Regions from separate parts of the Mus musculus genome. Here region 1 is linked to region 2. A link is a contact called in public promoter capture Hi-C data. All regions are on one chromosome and are shown on one strand. Each heading gives the region's core, a stretch centred on a gene start, on an enhancer-like site or on the middle of the called end of the contact. The rest is flanking DNA. Distances are from core to core; before and after follow the strand shown. Region 1 holds the start of Prkar2a (protein kinase, cAMP dependent regulatory, type II alpha). Region 2 holds the start of 4930447F24Rik (RIKEN cDNA 4930447F24 gene).

The links. Promoter capture Hi-C pulls out the DNA fragments that hold promoters and counts their contacts.
Region 1: a contact with region 2 is called in a promoter capture Hi-C map of liver, with 2.6 times the contacts expected there. The contact joins the promoter of Prkar2a here to the promoter of 4930447F24Rik in region 2. A contact is called at or near these places in 5 of 39 promoter capture datasets (frontonasal cranial neural crest, liver, maxillary cranial neural crest and 1 more).

The regions. Positions count from the first base shown.
Region 1 is chr9:108,686,893-108,694,152 of GRCm38.p6, forward strand. It overlaps Prkar2a (protein kinase, cAMP dependent regulatory, type II alpha), which reads left to right and starts at 5,251. Exons shown (of 11, transcript NM_008924.3): 1 at 5,251-5,820. The coding sequence starts at 5,565.
Region 2 is chr9:108,132,255-108,139,541 of GRCm38.p6, forward strand. It overlaps 4930447F24Rik (RIKEN cDNA 4930447F24 gene), which reads left to right and starts at 1,464. Exons shown (of 3, transcript NR_126078.1): 1 at 1,464-1,536; 2 at 5,163-5,312; 3 at 5,410-6,313. Bsn (bassoon) reads right to left here. Exons shown (of 12, transcript NM_007567.2): 2 at 6,933-7,287.

The DNA of each region.
Region 1 (7,260 bases), core at 4,001-6,500, 560 kb after region 2:
GGGTGGGGAATATGGGCCCTCCCCAAAGACTTCTCTGTCAGAGTCAAATGGAAGCCAGGCAGTGATTGATCAAGGATAGTGACCTGGTCAGAATTTTTAAAGAAGTTATATATAACTGGACTAAGGGGTGAGGGCCAGGGCAGGTTGTTTTAACGGTGGCCATTCAGAAGTACAGTAGCACTCTCTCTGATATAAGAGATGTATCTACCCTGTATTTTGTTCACTATAGCCTTTTGAAGCTAGAAGCACAATCCAATCCCCCCAGTCCCCAAACGTACACACCTACACTTGTTTCTTTCGTTGAGTCCACCCCATTATGTAAGCCAGGCTGGTCTCACGCTTGCCGTGTAGCTCAACTGGCTCTCGAACTTGTGATCCTTTTATCCCGAAGACTGGGCTAATAGGCATGTCCCACTGTACAGGATTCTCCTATACCTTTTCTGGCTTCGTCATCCTCTCTCCCTTCAGCCTTTCTGCCTTTCTTTCCTCTGTTTAGTTTTAGGTAGTCCAGGCTTATAATTTCAGCTGTTCAGGAGGCTGAGGTAGAAGGATCAAAGGTTCAAGGGCAGCTGCAATACACAGTGAATTCAAGGCCAGCCTGGGCAACTTTGTACCATCTTAAAATAAAACTGAAGAGGTCTGGAGCTGAATATAGCTGACTGGTAGTCCTTGCTGAAAGGTGTGTATTCACATCAATGCTAGCGCTAAGACTACCTATTCTGCAAGGGAGCCCTACCTCTCCCCAGTTCTCCCAATTCTATCCTCATTGAACTCAATATTTAATTACATCGATTTTTTTTGTTTTACTTTCACTTTTAGATGTAGAAAGCCCAGCTATGATAAAGAGATCTATAAAGACCTTTAGCAAGCTGGTAACAGAGGGACCTGTGTCCAGGTGTGTCTAAATGGCCTGAAGAAACGCTTTTGATGTTATGTTGGAAGCTGACTTGACCTAGGCTGTGAGAGACTTGCCTGTGTTTTCTGGGTCAAGGCCCAAGTAGCTGGCCTGTGAGTCAGGCCAAGAGTGTCAAGTAGAGTCCTGATTAGCACTGAAAAGGCCTGAGGGCCGGCTGCTCCCTGAGGGCTCACTTTTCTGCTTTCTCTGCTGTGATAACTACACAAAGGTTCTGGTCCTGCAGTGTTGTTTCTTGAGCTTCCCAGTTTCTTTCCTTGCCCTAAGGTGTCTCAAAAGCAGACAACAGGCCTGCTGTACACGCTGACACTTTCTTGGGACACAATGTCCCAGGAAAGAGGGGGTTGACTCGCAGGTATAGAAACAGGTGGCCTGGGAATTAACTGCTCCCTGGAACAGGATGTTTGTTAAAATAGACCACCTAGATCAAAGACTGAATCTCATAGGGGAGGCATCATGTAGGCCAAGGGACAGATGGGTAAAGACAGAGAAAAGTTCCCCATCTCTCCTGCTAACCAGAGGCTCCTGAATGCTTCTAAGGTAAAACAAAACAAAAGAAAACATAGGTAATGAGTGAACTTCGAAGACTGTCAGTGAGGGACTGCCATAGAAGTGCTCAGGTAACCAGCAGGTTCCAGTGAACAGGTGGAGACTGGAGGAGCTTAAGGAGCTGGACTGTGGGATGTACCACAGTCAGAGCGGTGTCAAGCATTTTCAACACGGCATAAACTGAACATAATAACACATGCCTGTAATCCTAACTCTCCAGAGGTGGGCACAGGAGAATCAAGAGTTCAAGGTTGTCACACGGCCTCCTAGTCAGGTTAAGTGGGTTGTTTCTGCTGAGTTCTCTTAGTAGATGAAAGGTATGAGGTAAGTAAGCTGGGACCTGGGCCAAGGGCAAGGCTTCAAGGAGTATTAGCTTCTCTTTCCCTCGGGAAGGGGGATGGTTTTAAGTAAAGGGAAGCCGGACATGGTGGCACACGCCTTTACTCCCAGCACTCGGGAGGCAGAGGCACGTGGATTTCTGAGTTCGAGGCCAGCTTGGTCTACAGAGTGAGTTCCAGGACAGCCAGGGCTACACAGAGAAACCCTGTCTCGAAAAACCAAACCAAACCAAACCAAAAAAAGAGTCTAAGAAATTCACTATTTTACTGGAAACAGCAGTTGGTACCCTGCCTAAGTTTGCTTTCATCAAAACCCTCCCTGCTGTTGGTGCTAAACTGCCTGTGTCCCTCCTCTGCAAACTGTGCATGGCAATTGTAAAAGCCTATGAGAACAAGCCTCATTGTATTCATATCTGTATCTGTGGCTGGTGGTATGGTGGTCTAATGATGTTCATTACCTGAGGGTTGTGAGGAAGACAACATGGGATGAGGGGCCTCATCTGCTGGATGGCTTTTGCTTCTGAAGGTCTCCGCTTTAGGCCTTTCCACCCACCATTGTCACTTGCTCTTAGCAGCTGTTTGTCAGTGGTGGGTTTGGTTGCCATGGTAACAGCTAGTCCTGTAGCTGGACAGGCTTGGATGCAGGCAAGATGGCATTCAGGACAAAGGTTGAAGATGCAGGGCTTAGATCCCTGATGCTCTCTTGTTACAAGGCCTTTCAGTTAGCATAAATGGGCATTCATGACAGCCATTGTTCCTGTAATTATTGAAGGACAGGGAAGAGAGAGACCCTCCCTTTGGAAACCTAGAAGTGAGGGAGGTAGTCAGATTGGAACTACAAGCTATTTAACTTCACTGTGAATCTTCTGTATGGAGGAAGGTAAGGAGCAGCTAGCTGTAGGGTGTCTAATTTCTGTTCATGTCAGTCCTTTGAGGATTTTGTTGTGGCTAAACCCATTTAGGCTTGGTGCTAAGTACAACCTCTATTGCTGAGTCACAGCCTAGTCCCTCTTTAAAACAATTGCTTTTAGATTTATTTATATGGATGAATGTTTTGCCTCCACGAATGTATCTTCACTGCATCTGTTGAGGTCTGTATCCTTTGTAGTTCCCCTGGAACTGGATAGTTTGTGACAGTATGTGGGTTCTGGGAGTCCAACCCAGATCTTCATGAGAACAACTGTTCTTACCACTGAAAGAACATCTCCAGCTCTAGCCTGCTTTTTTTTTTTTTTTTTTTAATTTAAGATAGAGATTCCTCTGTGTTGCCTAGGTTTGTCTTAAATTCCTGTGTGCAAGAGTGATTTTTTTTCCTGCCTCATTCTCCTGAGTAATGGGATCTACAAATGATGTGTTACTATACTAGGTTAGGGTGCCCTCTGAATGCTGTCTGTTGGACAGATGGATGGTTAGGCTGTGCTGAATCTGTTTAACAGGTCAGGAAAACCAGACTGTTTCTGACAGAGGCCAATAGGGTTTCAGTGTACCGGGAGACCCTGTCCACACCCAACTCTGTCAACAACCTTTCTCTTCTCTATTTTGTAATTGAGGTCAGAGTCCTAACTCTTCATTTGCCTGTGCCCCATTTAAAACATGTAAGACATGATAATGTGGGAAGACTGGAACTTGGAGTTGTGAATTTACCTTTCCACAAGCTTGGCTGTAGGGTTGCTTGCAGAGAGGCAATTCCCTTGGTAATATGGTGCAGTGGTGGGGGGGGTCACATCTAGGTTTTTTGGATTGTAATGGCAAGATTTGAATCCTGGAAAACTTTTAAGAGTTGGCTAGACTGGGCCGTGGTGGTGCACATCTAATCCCAGCACTCAGGAGACAGATCTCTGAGTTCAAGGTCAACCTGCTCTAAAAAGTGAGTTCCAGAACAGCCAGGACTACACAGAGAAATCCTGTTTTGAAAAACCAAACCAACAACCTCTCCCCTCCTCCCATACCCCCCCAAAAAGAGCCAGTCTGCTCAAGAGAAGACCCATCTCCACTGTGTTGCTTTGCTTTTTTGTTTTTGATTTGAGATAGTTTCATGTAACCCAGGCTAGACTTGAATTATGTAGCAGCTTTGAAAGAAATGATACATATTATGAGACTGAAGTCAGGAGAGCAGTTTCTGCTTCTTTTGTTGCTGAAATGTATCATTTGTTCCTTCTTCATTCATTCATTCATTCATTCAGTCTTCACAAGTATGCTGTCAGTGCCTCCAGCCAGCATGCTGGATACTGCTTCGCCGCCACTCAACATACATTCAGGGACACATAGCTGTTTGTAGTCTCAGGTCTACCTAGCTTACAGCCTGGACTGGCCCCTACATTGAGTACCTCAGTAAGGTGTTCCCCTGTCACCATACACAGCTCAGTTCCCAGCAGCCTGAGGTTTTGGGTTTGTGCCAGGCCTTTATGGGCGGTGCTAGTGGAGATCTTAATTAATACTGGTTAATTACCAGGTGGTGCTTAACAATCCCAATACCCTTCAGGTTCCCAAGCTCACGAGTTGCTGGCTGGTTCCGGCAGGGAGAGGGAGAACAGTATTCTCGCTGGCTCTTTGGCCAGCACCTAGGCTGGATATTCCAGAAAGGTCTGTAACTTCTTTTGTTCAAGTTTGGTGACAGGAGGAAACAAGTTGAGGAACAGCAGGTGCCTCTCTAGTTCACCTCTGCCCTCTTCCCAAAGGCAAAAGACAACACGGTCTGTGGTCTGCTCAACTTCACCAAGTAGTGTGGCCCAGGGTTGAGTGGGGAGGAAGGAGGACTCTAAGTCTAGGCCTGAAGACCAAGATGGAAGTGTCCAAAAGGAGGAACAAGCCCCGAGGTCTGTCCAGCTCCTGGCATTATTCTGCTTTCTTACTGCCCACAATCGGCTGAGCGAGCTCTTTCAGGGTTATTTCTCTGCTTGAGGCTCACAAGTGACTATCTCACTGAAACTTTTACTTCCTACAAAGCCTTCCCCCTTTGACATCTCACGACGTCATATTAGACTCCTTAGGACCTCAGGCAGTCAGGCACGCATCGTTCTACCTGTCAGTCAAGGTGGTTCTTCTGACTTGACTAGGTCTTTGTTCCTGTTGTACAGGACTTTCCTCCAGATCGTTCTCTGGGCAAACCTGCTCAGTACTTTAGGCTTAGCATTAATGTCGTTCCCTAGAGTAAGCCCTCTGGCCCTCCACTAGAGCAGGGGTCAAGGTGAGGTGGTCCTGTGTCACTTCAGTGACCCTGGCACTCCTTTAAGAGGCTCGCAGCATGCTCCGAAAGCATGAGTGAAAGGTTTTTGTGACCAGGCGAGACGCACTAACCAGCCCGCCTCGCAGCCGGGCCACTCTTTCCTCATCTCCGGGGCCTCCCGCACCTTGACCATGGGCTGCTCCGAGAGCGGGAGGCTCAGCGGCGCACGCGCACTCTGGGCCAGCTCCTGGCCGGGGACGCGCACGCCCGCGGCCGCGTGCGTCACAACCCGGGCGCCTGCCGCGCCCGTCCAGCTTGCCTGCCCGGCGGTCCCCGCGGCGGCGGCGGCGCGGCGGCGGCAGCGGCGGCGGCTGCGGCCGGGTGACAACAGCAGCGGCGCCAGGCTGGCTTGCTAGCGGAAGGGTCGCGCGGCCCGCACAACAAACTCAGACCCGGCCAGAATAAGGCGCGACGCGAGGAAGGCCGAGACGGGCCGCGCGGGAGACCGCGGGCGCGGAGTGACAGGCCGGCGTGAGGGAGCGCGCAGGTTGCAGCCGCCGGCCGCCCGGACCCGCCGGGCCCCTCGGACGTCGCAGGCATGAGCCACATCCAGATCCCCGCGGGGCTCACGGAGCTGCTGCAGGGCTACACCGTGGAGGTGCTTCGGCAGCAGCCGCCCGACCTCGTCGACTTCGCGGTGGAGTACTTCACACGCCTGCGCGAGGCCCGCCGCCAGGAATCAGACACGTTCATCGTCTCCCCGACGACCTTTCACACGCAGGAGTCCAGCGCAGTCCCCGTCATCGAGGAGGACGGGGAGAGTGACTCGGACTCGGAAGATGCCGATCTGGAAGGTAGGCGGGCGGGGCAAGGCCGAGGTGCGATGTGGGCACCGAGTGAAGGGTTCAGGGAGGGACCCGAGGGCCGACCAGGGGTGCCCTGGGCTCGGCTCCCGGCCTTACCCTGGGCCGAGACCCGAGAGCTCTCCAGCCCAGCTGCTTGGGTTCCCCGGCGTGTGAGCATTCCAAATTGAGCTCCGCGGTTCTCTGAGCCCGAGCGTTCACGGAGAGTGATTTGTCAGATTCTGCCTTGAATGAAGCGTGCGCGTTCTTTGGTCCGCGTGGTGGCGCGGAGCTTGAGTCGGTCCCGCCAGAAGCTGCTCTGCCTCTTTGCCTTAGACCCCATAGCCTGCTTGCTTTCCGAAGACAAGAGCACCAGCACCCGGCAGCTCGCCCCGAATAAACCGGATGATCATTTCATTTGCAAAGAATTCCGTTTTGGAAGAGTTATTGCTGAAAACTGTTGGAGACGAGGCCGATCGCCTTGATTAAGCAGGAACTCAGTAGGTAGTTCAAGCTGACCTCGAACTTGGGGTCAACTATCTACCTCTGCCTCAATGAAAACCTTATAAGCATACACATAAGAGGAACGATGAGCTGAGCCCCTCCCTAAATGCTGTCACTCACATTCAGTAGCTGAACCTCCTCCCCCAATACTGCCTGCCGCTCACATTCAACAGTTATCAATATTTTCACTATTGTTTTACCTATATATATATTTCCTCTCTCCCTTTGCTCAAGTATGTAAAGGAAATTTCAGTTATGCCATTTTATTCGTGTCCAGTTAATTATGCGTTCCTCCTTCTCTTCCTCCTCCTCCTCCTCCAAGTTTCGATATGGTTAAAACAATTGAATCAAACTGGCGAGCATAATCAATACCTCGATTCCAGTGTTGATTGCAGGGAAGTATACAAGTAACATTCTACTCATTTGATTTAAGTAAGACTGTCAAAGAGCAATTTTATTTCCTCGGTTGCTTCCACTTATGCTTTATTAACATAATAGAGTTAGCCTGCTTTAATTGTTTTAATTTTAATTAATCCCCCCCCCCTTTTTTTTGAGACAAAGTCTCACTGTGTAGCCTTGGATGATGTAGACCAAATTGGCTTTGACCTCATGAGATCTGCCTGCCTCTGCCTCCTGAGTAGTGCTGGGATTAAAAATGGGCAATCTATGCCCAACACCGGCAGATTTATTTTTCTTTATGTGTTTGTCTATCTGCCTCATGTATATGCATACTATATTAGGCAGCTCTCAGGCCAAAAGAGGATACAGATGGTTGAAAGCCACCATGTAGGTGCTGGGAATTAAAACAGCATTCCTTAGAAGAGCAGCCTGTGGCTTTAAGCACTGAGCCATCTCACTAGCCCTTTTATTTTCTGTTCCAGCGCTGAGCCTCCCTTCAGAGTATTAATGAGCGCAGGACTCCCACTTGGAATAATAAACTCTGGAGTT
Region 2 (7,287 bases), core at 214-2,713:
GTCTTGAACTGAGAAATCTGCTTGCCTCTGCCTGGAGACTGGTGGGATTAAAGATGAGCATCCTGTGCCTAGCTTGATTTTGTGTTTATTTACCTTTTTGAGTCAGGATCTCACTTTTTCTTGTTTGAAATTTTTTTTATTTACTCTTATGTGTGTGTGCACATGCACAGTACTTGTGGAGAGCAGAAGAGGGCATCGAATCTCCAGGAGCTGGAGTTACAGGCAGCTATGCCACCCGATCCCAGTACTGAGAACTGAACCCTGGTCCTCTGGAAGAGCAGCAAGTGCTCTTAACCACAAAGCCATCACTCCAGTCCCCTCCAACTTGGTTGTGTGTGTGTGTGGTTTTTTTTTTTTTTTTTTTTTTTTTTTTTTTTTTTTTTTTTTGGCAAGTTTGCTCTGACTACTTGAGGGTCTGTGTGTGCCTGTGTGGGCATGTATCACAGCTTTTGCAAGAACCAGTTTTCTTCTACCCTGTAGGTCCTGGGAGTTGAACTCGGTCCATCAGGTTTGGCAGCAAGTAACTTTACCCACTGAGCCATCTCATCCCCCCTTTTCTTGGCCGTCTTTACTCCACTGTCTCTGTCCTGTTTCACTTGGCTTTACATATAACAATATACGATTTAGGGCTGGTGAGATGGCTCAGTGGGTAAGAGCACCCGACTGCTCTTCCGAAGGTCGGAAGTTCAAATCCCAGCAACCACATGGTGGCTCACAACCACCCGTAATGAGATCCGATGCCCTCTTCTGGTGCGTCTGAAGACAGCTACAGTGTACTTTACATATAATAAATAAATAAATAAATAAATCTTTAAAAAAAAACAATATATGATTTAGTGGTGAGCTGCATTGTTCTGCTCTGGATCCTTCCCATTCCTGTTTGGTTGATGCCTAGGCTCTTCAGTGCCAGCACTCCATGCCTGATGGCCTCAGCCACAAAACAGCCCATGCAACAGCACTCTTGTCTCTCCCGTGTCTCTGCTCTCCATCCTACAGATACAGTTAAGGTCGGCCCTGTCTCCAGAAAACAGGCAGCCTGGGGCCGCGTTCTAACACCAGGGCTGGCTGCCTAAGAGCTCCTAGAAGCTTGGAGGACTTTCCCCTGTTGACTGAATGGTTTTGCTGTTGCTGTTATTTTTTAATCAGGGGGGCTTCTATAAGGCAAATGGCCTAAGGACTAGGCACATGGTGGCTAAGATCCCTTTCCTGCCCCAGCCTGCCTGGAGGTCCACTTCCACTTTATTTAGGGTTAGAGGGAAGCACTGTAGTCATCTCCTCCTGGAGGAGGCCTCATCCCATGCCTTTAGGACACCTGTGCCTCATTTGAATCTGGCCCAAACAGCAGTGTGGCCTGGATGGGGCAGAGGAAAGGGGACAGGCTGCTGGCTAGGGCTGAGGACTCTGTGCTGCTCATAGCTCCACCCCCAGGCCATCTGGTGTCCTGGCCTTTGCTGGAAGCAGTGGGATGCAGACATTAAAGGGAGAGGCTTAGACCATTACATTGGCTCCCTTCCTTCTTTGCACAACCCACCTTCGGTAAGCATCCAAGCCCAGGGCTTGTCATGAGGTTAAGGATGGGGGCAGTAAGTTAGACCTGCCTGCCTGCCTCTGCCTCTGCCTCTGCCTCTGCCTCTCTGCCTCTGCCTCTCTGCCTCTGCCTCTCTGCCTCTGCCTCTGCCTCTGCCTCTGCCTCTGCCTCTGCCTCTGCCTCTGCCTCTGCCTCTCTGCCTCTCTGCCTCTCTGCCTCTCTGCCTCTCTGCCTCTCTGCCTCTCTGCCTCTCTGCCTCTCTGCCTCTCTGCCTCTCTGCCTCTCTGCCTCTCTGCCTCTCTGCCTCTCTGCCTCTCTGCCTCTCTGCCTCTCTGCCTCTCTGCCTCTCTGCCTCTCTGCCTCTCTGCCTCTCTGCCTCTCTGCCTCTCTGCCTCTCTGCCTCTCTCTCTGCCTCTCTGCCTCTCTCTCTGCCTCTCCTGCCTCTCTGCCTCTCTGCCTCTCTGCCTCTCTCTCTGCCTCTCTGCCTCTCTGCCTCTCTCTCTGCCTCTCTGCCTCTCTCTCTGCCTCTCTGCCTCTCTCTCTGCCTCTCTGCCTCTCTCTCTGCCTCTCTGCCTCTCTCTCTGCCTCTCTGCCTCTCTCTCTGCCTCTCTGCCTCTCTCTCTGCCTCTCTGCCTCTCTCTCTGCCTCTCTGCCTCTCTCTCTGCCTCTCTGCCTCTCTGCCTCTCTCCCTCTCTGCCTCTCTCCCTCTCTGCCTCTCTCCCTCTCTGCCTCTCTCCCTCTCTGCCTCCCTCTCTGCCTCTCTGCCTCTCTGCCTCTCTGCCTCTCTGCCTCTCTGCCTCTCTGCCTCTCTGCCTCTCTGCCTCTCTGCCTCTCTGCCTCTCTGCCTCTCTGCCTCTCTGCCTCTCTGCCTCTCTGCCTCTCTGCCTCTCTCTCTGCCTCTCTGCCTCTCTCTCTGCCTCTCTCTCTGCCTCTCTCTCTGCCTCTCTCTCTGCCTCTCTCTCTGCCTCTCTCTCTGCCTCTCTGCCTCTCTGCCTCTCTGCCTCTCTGCCTCTCTGCCTCTCTGCCTCTCTGCCTCTCTGCCTCTCTGCCTCTCTGCCTCTCTGCCTCTCTGCCTCTCTGCCTCTGCCTCTGCCTCTGCCTCAGCAACGGCTAAGCCTGGAGTAGATAAGGTCCTGACCATACTCTTTCCTCTAGTGTTTTATTTACATTTTCAAACAGTTTTCTTTGTTTACTCTGTGTGTGTGTGTGTCTGTGTGTATGTGTGTCTGTCTATGTGTCTGTGTGTGTGTGTGTGTGTGTGTGTGTGTGTATGCATGTGTCTGTGTGTATGTGTATATGTGTGTGTCTGTCTATGTGTGTCTGTATGTGTCTGTGTGTGTCTTTATGTGTGTCTGTGTGTCTGTCTGTGTCTGTGTGTTTGTCTGTCTCTCTGTGTGTATGTGTGTGTGTATGTATGTGTGTCTGTATGTGTATCTGTCTGTGTGTCTGTCTGTGTGTCTGTCTGTATGTCTGTGTCTGTATTTGTGTCTGTCTGTGTGTGTTTGTGTGTGTCTGTGTGTGTTTATGTGTGTTTATGTGTGTCTATGTGTGTGTCTGTCTCTGTGGTGTCTTTGTGTGTGTGTTGTCATGGCTTGTGTTTGGAGATCAAAGAACAATTTCTGCCCTTCCTCCATGCAGCTCCTGGGGGCTGAACTCAAGTTGTCAGGCTTGGCATCAAGTGGCTTTACCTGCTGAGCCATCTCATCAGCCTGGTAATTTTCTCAAGTGGAGTTTGAAGTGAATCTATCTCTGGGCCAGCCAGGGTAAAACAGAGAAACCCTGTCTGGGTTTGGGCTAGCAGCCCTCACACCCCTGGTAGGAGAAGAACAGAGGAGGAGGAAGAGGAGGAGAAGGAGGAGAAGAAGGAGGAGGAGGAGAAGAAGGAAAAGGAGAAGGAGAAGGAGAAGGAGAAGGAGAAGGAGAAGGAGAAGGAGAAGAAGGAGAAGAAGAAGAAGAAGAAGAAGAAGAAGAAGAAGAAGAAGAAGAGAAAGAAAGAGAGAAGAGAAGACAAGGAGAAGCACTTCCCCATTTCCCATCCCCGGCTCTGAATGTTAGCGTCTCTGGCCTCTGGTTGCCAATGTGATATCAGAGCAAGGGTTTCTTATGTGTGGTAAAAACAGAACTGATGCCAAAATGAAACCCTCTACATGGTCTTTTGGCAGAGTTCCTAACAGGTGAAATCTTTGTAATTTAAAAAAAATTTTTTTCAAGACAGGGTTTCTCTGTGTAGCCCTGGCTGTCCTGGAACTCACTATGTAGACCAGGCTGGTCTCGAACTCAGAAATCTGCCTGCCTCTGCCTCCCGAGTGCTGGGATTAAAGGCTTCGCCACCACGCCCCGCTGAAGGTTTTTTTTTTTTTTAATTTTTTTTTTATTTTTTTTCATTTATTTATTTACTATATGTAAGTACACTGTAGCTGTCTTCAGATACCCCAGAAGAGGGCATCAGATCTCATTATGGATGGTTGTGAGCCACCATGTGGTTGCTGGGATTTGAACTCAGGACCTTTGGAAGAGCAGTCAGTACTCTTACTCACTAAGCCATCTCACCAGCCCTGAAGGTTTATTTTTATTTCACATTTTTTCCTTGTAAGCACTTCAGTGCACCATGTATACGCAATACCCATGAAGGCCAGAAGAGGGCATCAGATTTCCTAGGAACTGGAATTATAGATGGTTGTGAGCTGCCTTGTGGGTACTTGGAACAACCCAGGCCCTCTGCTCTTGTGTCAAGCAGAAGTACTCTTAACTGTTAAGCCATCTCTCCAACCCTCAGGTGAAATTCTTTACCTGCCCTGAACTGAAAAAAAAAAAATCCAAAAAGACTTGACCTTTTTCCAGAGGAGTGACTAGCCTAGACTGAGTTAGAGGTATGCAAACGAGTGGTTTTCCAGGAAAGATGAAACAGATGGGCGAGCAAAGCCTGCAGAGTTGTCTCCTCTTCACATCAAGGTATGACCCAGGAGGTGGCTCTGCTTTCAGCATGTGACAGAGGACAATGACACCAATGTGACCATTGTGCTTTGCCGCTCCTCAGGAAACTGTGCCAAGGTTAAGCTTTCCTTGACAGGAATACCCCTGAAATCCAGCTCCAAGAAAGCAAAGATCTCATCTGGAGGCCCCAGCAGAATAGACCGTCGCTGGGCATGGGCCTGTGGAACAGAGTAAGACAGCATTTTTCCAGTGGGGAGTTGCGGACTGGCAGCTCCACCCATGCTCTGTAGAAGCAAGCCTGGGAGAGGCTGCCAACTTTCATCACTGTCTTAGAGCCCTGGATGCCCCAAGGATGCCAAAAGCTTGTGCTAAAGGACCACTTGACTCATCCAGCCCAGCATTGGTTTGAAGTATTTGGCCAAGAGGTTTGTTCTCCACCAAATACTGACAATTTGCAGTAAGTTTGAGGCCCTCTTTCCTTCTGGCCCTGAGCCCCAGCTTCCGCCCAGCACAACGAGGCAGATGGACTGAGAGTCTCCAGGTCCTCCTACTCTGCTGTTTTTCTAGGCACAGTTAAAGGCTGGCTCCCTTCCCATCTCTCTAAAGGTTCTGGGCTTGGAGGAAGTGGCTAAGGCTGTGGCATAAGGGGTGCTGGGATACGCACCACGTGCGGTTCTTTCTTCTCACCCACCCCACCTAGGGCTGCAGCACAAGAGAGCATCTCATGGAGTTGGGAACCCAGGGGGTTCACGATGAGGGGCCATCCCACAGAAACATGGGCCATCCACCAAGTCTTCCTGCTCCCGGGAGGCCAGGAGCTTGTGGCTTCTCAGGCGGTAGGATCAAACAGGTGAGCTTCCCCTCTTTTGATCACACTTTTCCCAATATGGAACAGCTAACACTTACTTAACTGATCGGCGCGGGGCTGGGTCTGTTTCTAATCACAGATGCAGTAATCACGAGCGTGCACGCCTCCTCAGGAAGCCCCCACATTCCAGGAGCAGCTCCAAACGCACTGAGTCATCGCCTCCTGCCTCGGCATCTCGCACGTACCTCTCGCAAACCACACGTCCCACACCCACAGCACCTCATGCTGGCATATATAGACCCTGACCTGCTAACAGTCATTCTCACTTATCCCCCTCCCACACGGTCCAAACAACTCCAGCTGCCGAGAATCCCAGTGCTGCCTGCAGAGGCTACCCGGTGTCCTGTCCAATTCAGAGTCTTTGTGGGGAGAAGATGAGACTTCTATGGGTCACCCTGTAGGAATACAAGGATGCCAGAAAACCCATTCATTGTATTTCAAAAGTATGGCTTTCCCTTAGCTAACACATGGGAGCCCCCAAAAGCTCTGTTAGGCAACCCCTCCAACACAGAGAAATCCTGAACAAAGCTACGATGGCGATGTGAATCCATAGTTCTTTGGGGGCAAAAGGAGGCTAAACTCATGAATATCGTCCTGTAGCATAGCTTGCTGGGAGAATAGGACGTGGATACCTTGTGAATGCCTGGTCTCTACCACAAAATTGGAGGACAGACTAGTCCACCACCTTAGACGCCCAGACAACTGGAACTGAACCCAGAGAGGAGCTGTCCAGACCCCTGCTAGAAGGCGTTCCCAGGTCCTCCTAGAAATCTGGTCCTCTTATGAGAGTCTCTCTGCAGGACTGTCAAGGAGAGAGGCAGGCCCATAGCTAGGGAAGCTTGCCTTCTCCTCCCATCCTCCCACCCCTCAGCCCCAAGCCCAGAGGAGTGTATGGTCATCTCTACTGGAGGAGCCACTGGAAGATCGTGTCCTTTTCTTTTGCCCTCTCCAAGGCGTAATTAAACCAGTTTCTTTTGAATTTCTATTCTGAGATTCTAAGTTTGTGGATTGGTTGGTTTGTTTTATTTGGTTTGGTTTGGTTTTTTGAGACAGGGTTTCTCTGTGTAGCCCTGGCTGTCCTGGAACTCACTCTATAGACCAGGCTGGCCTTGAACTCCTGATTCTCCTGCCTCTGCCTCTTGATTGCTAGGGTTAAAGCCATGTGCCACACCACCAGGTTAAAAGTATTTATTTGTATGAGTATGGTTGTTTTCCTGCATGGATGTCTCTGTGCATCCTGGGTGGAGAGGGCATTGGAGCCCCTGGGACTGGAATACAGATGATTGTGAGCCACTCTGTGGGTGCTAGGAACTGGACCCCAGTCCTCTGGAAGAACAGATGGTGTTCTTAACTGTGGAGTCCTTGCTCCAGCCCCTTCTAAGTTTTTAGGGTACAGGAATCTCTCAGGAGACCTGGGGTCAGACCTTGTCCTCTGATTCCACATCCTGGAACCACCACCAATACTCTCCCCACCCCATCAGGATTCATGGGCACTGGTGGGGAAGGGAGATAGCCCTGATTGAGGTTGGTAGAAGGAAGGGAAGGAAGCAGAGGAGAGATGCTGAGACAGTGGTCAGACACAGGTGGCACTGAGGTCCTTACCTGGGTGAGGTGAGGGTTGGGGTTGAACCCACATTGGTTGCAGACCTTGTTGTGACACTGGGTGCAGGTGTTGAAGTTTGGCTGGCTGGGGGTTGATGTGAGGTCCGAGGTCTTGCATATTGGACACAGGGTGCTGCTGGGAAGAGGGGCAATCTGGGGGACAGAGTAGGGTGACGTGGGAGTGCTGCCTCTGTCCGGTGACACCGAGGGGGACCGTCCTGATCTCTGTGTCCTGCTGTCTACCTGCAGCGTCCTGCGGGGACTTTCGGCCTCCTGGCCTGATGGGCCTTGGGCCCTTGTCTCTCGGGGGCTCTCTCGGCCAGGAGCAGTAGCAGATGCTTGCTTTGGGGTTGGA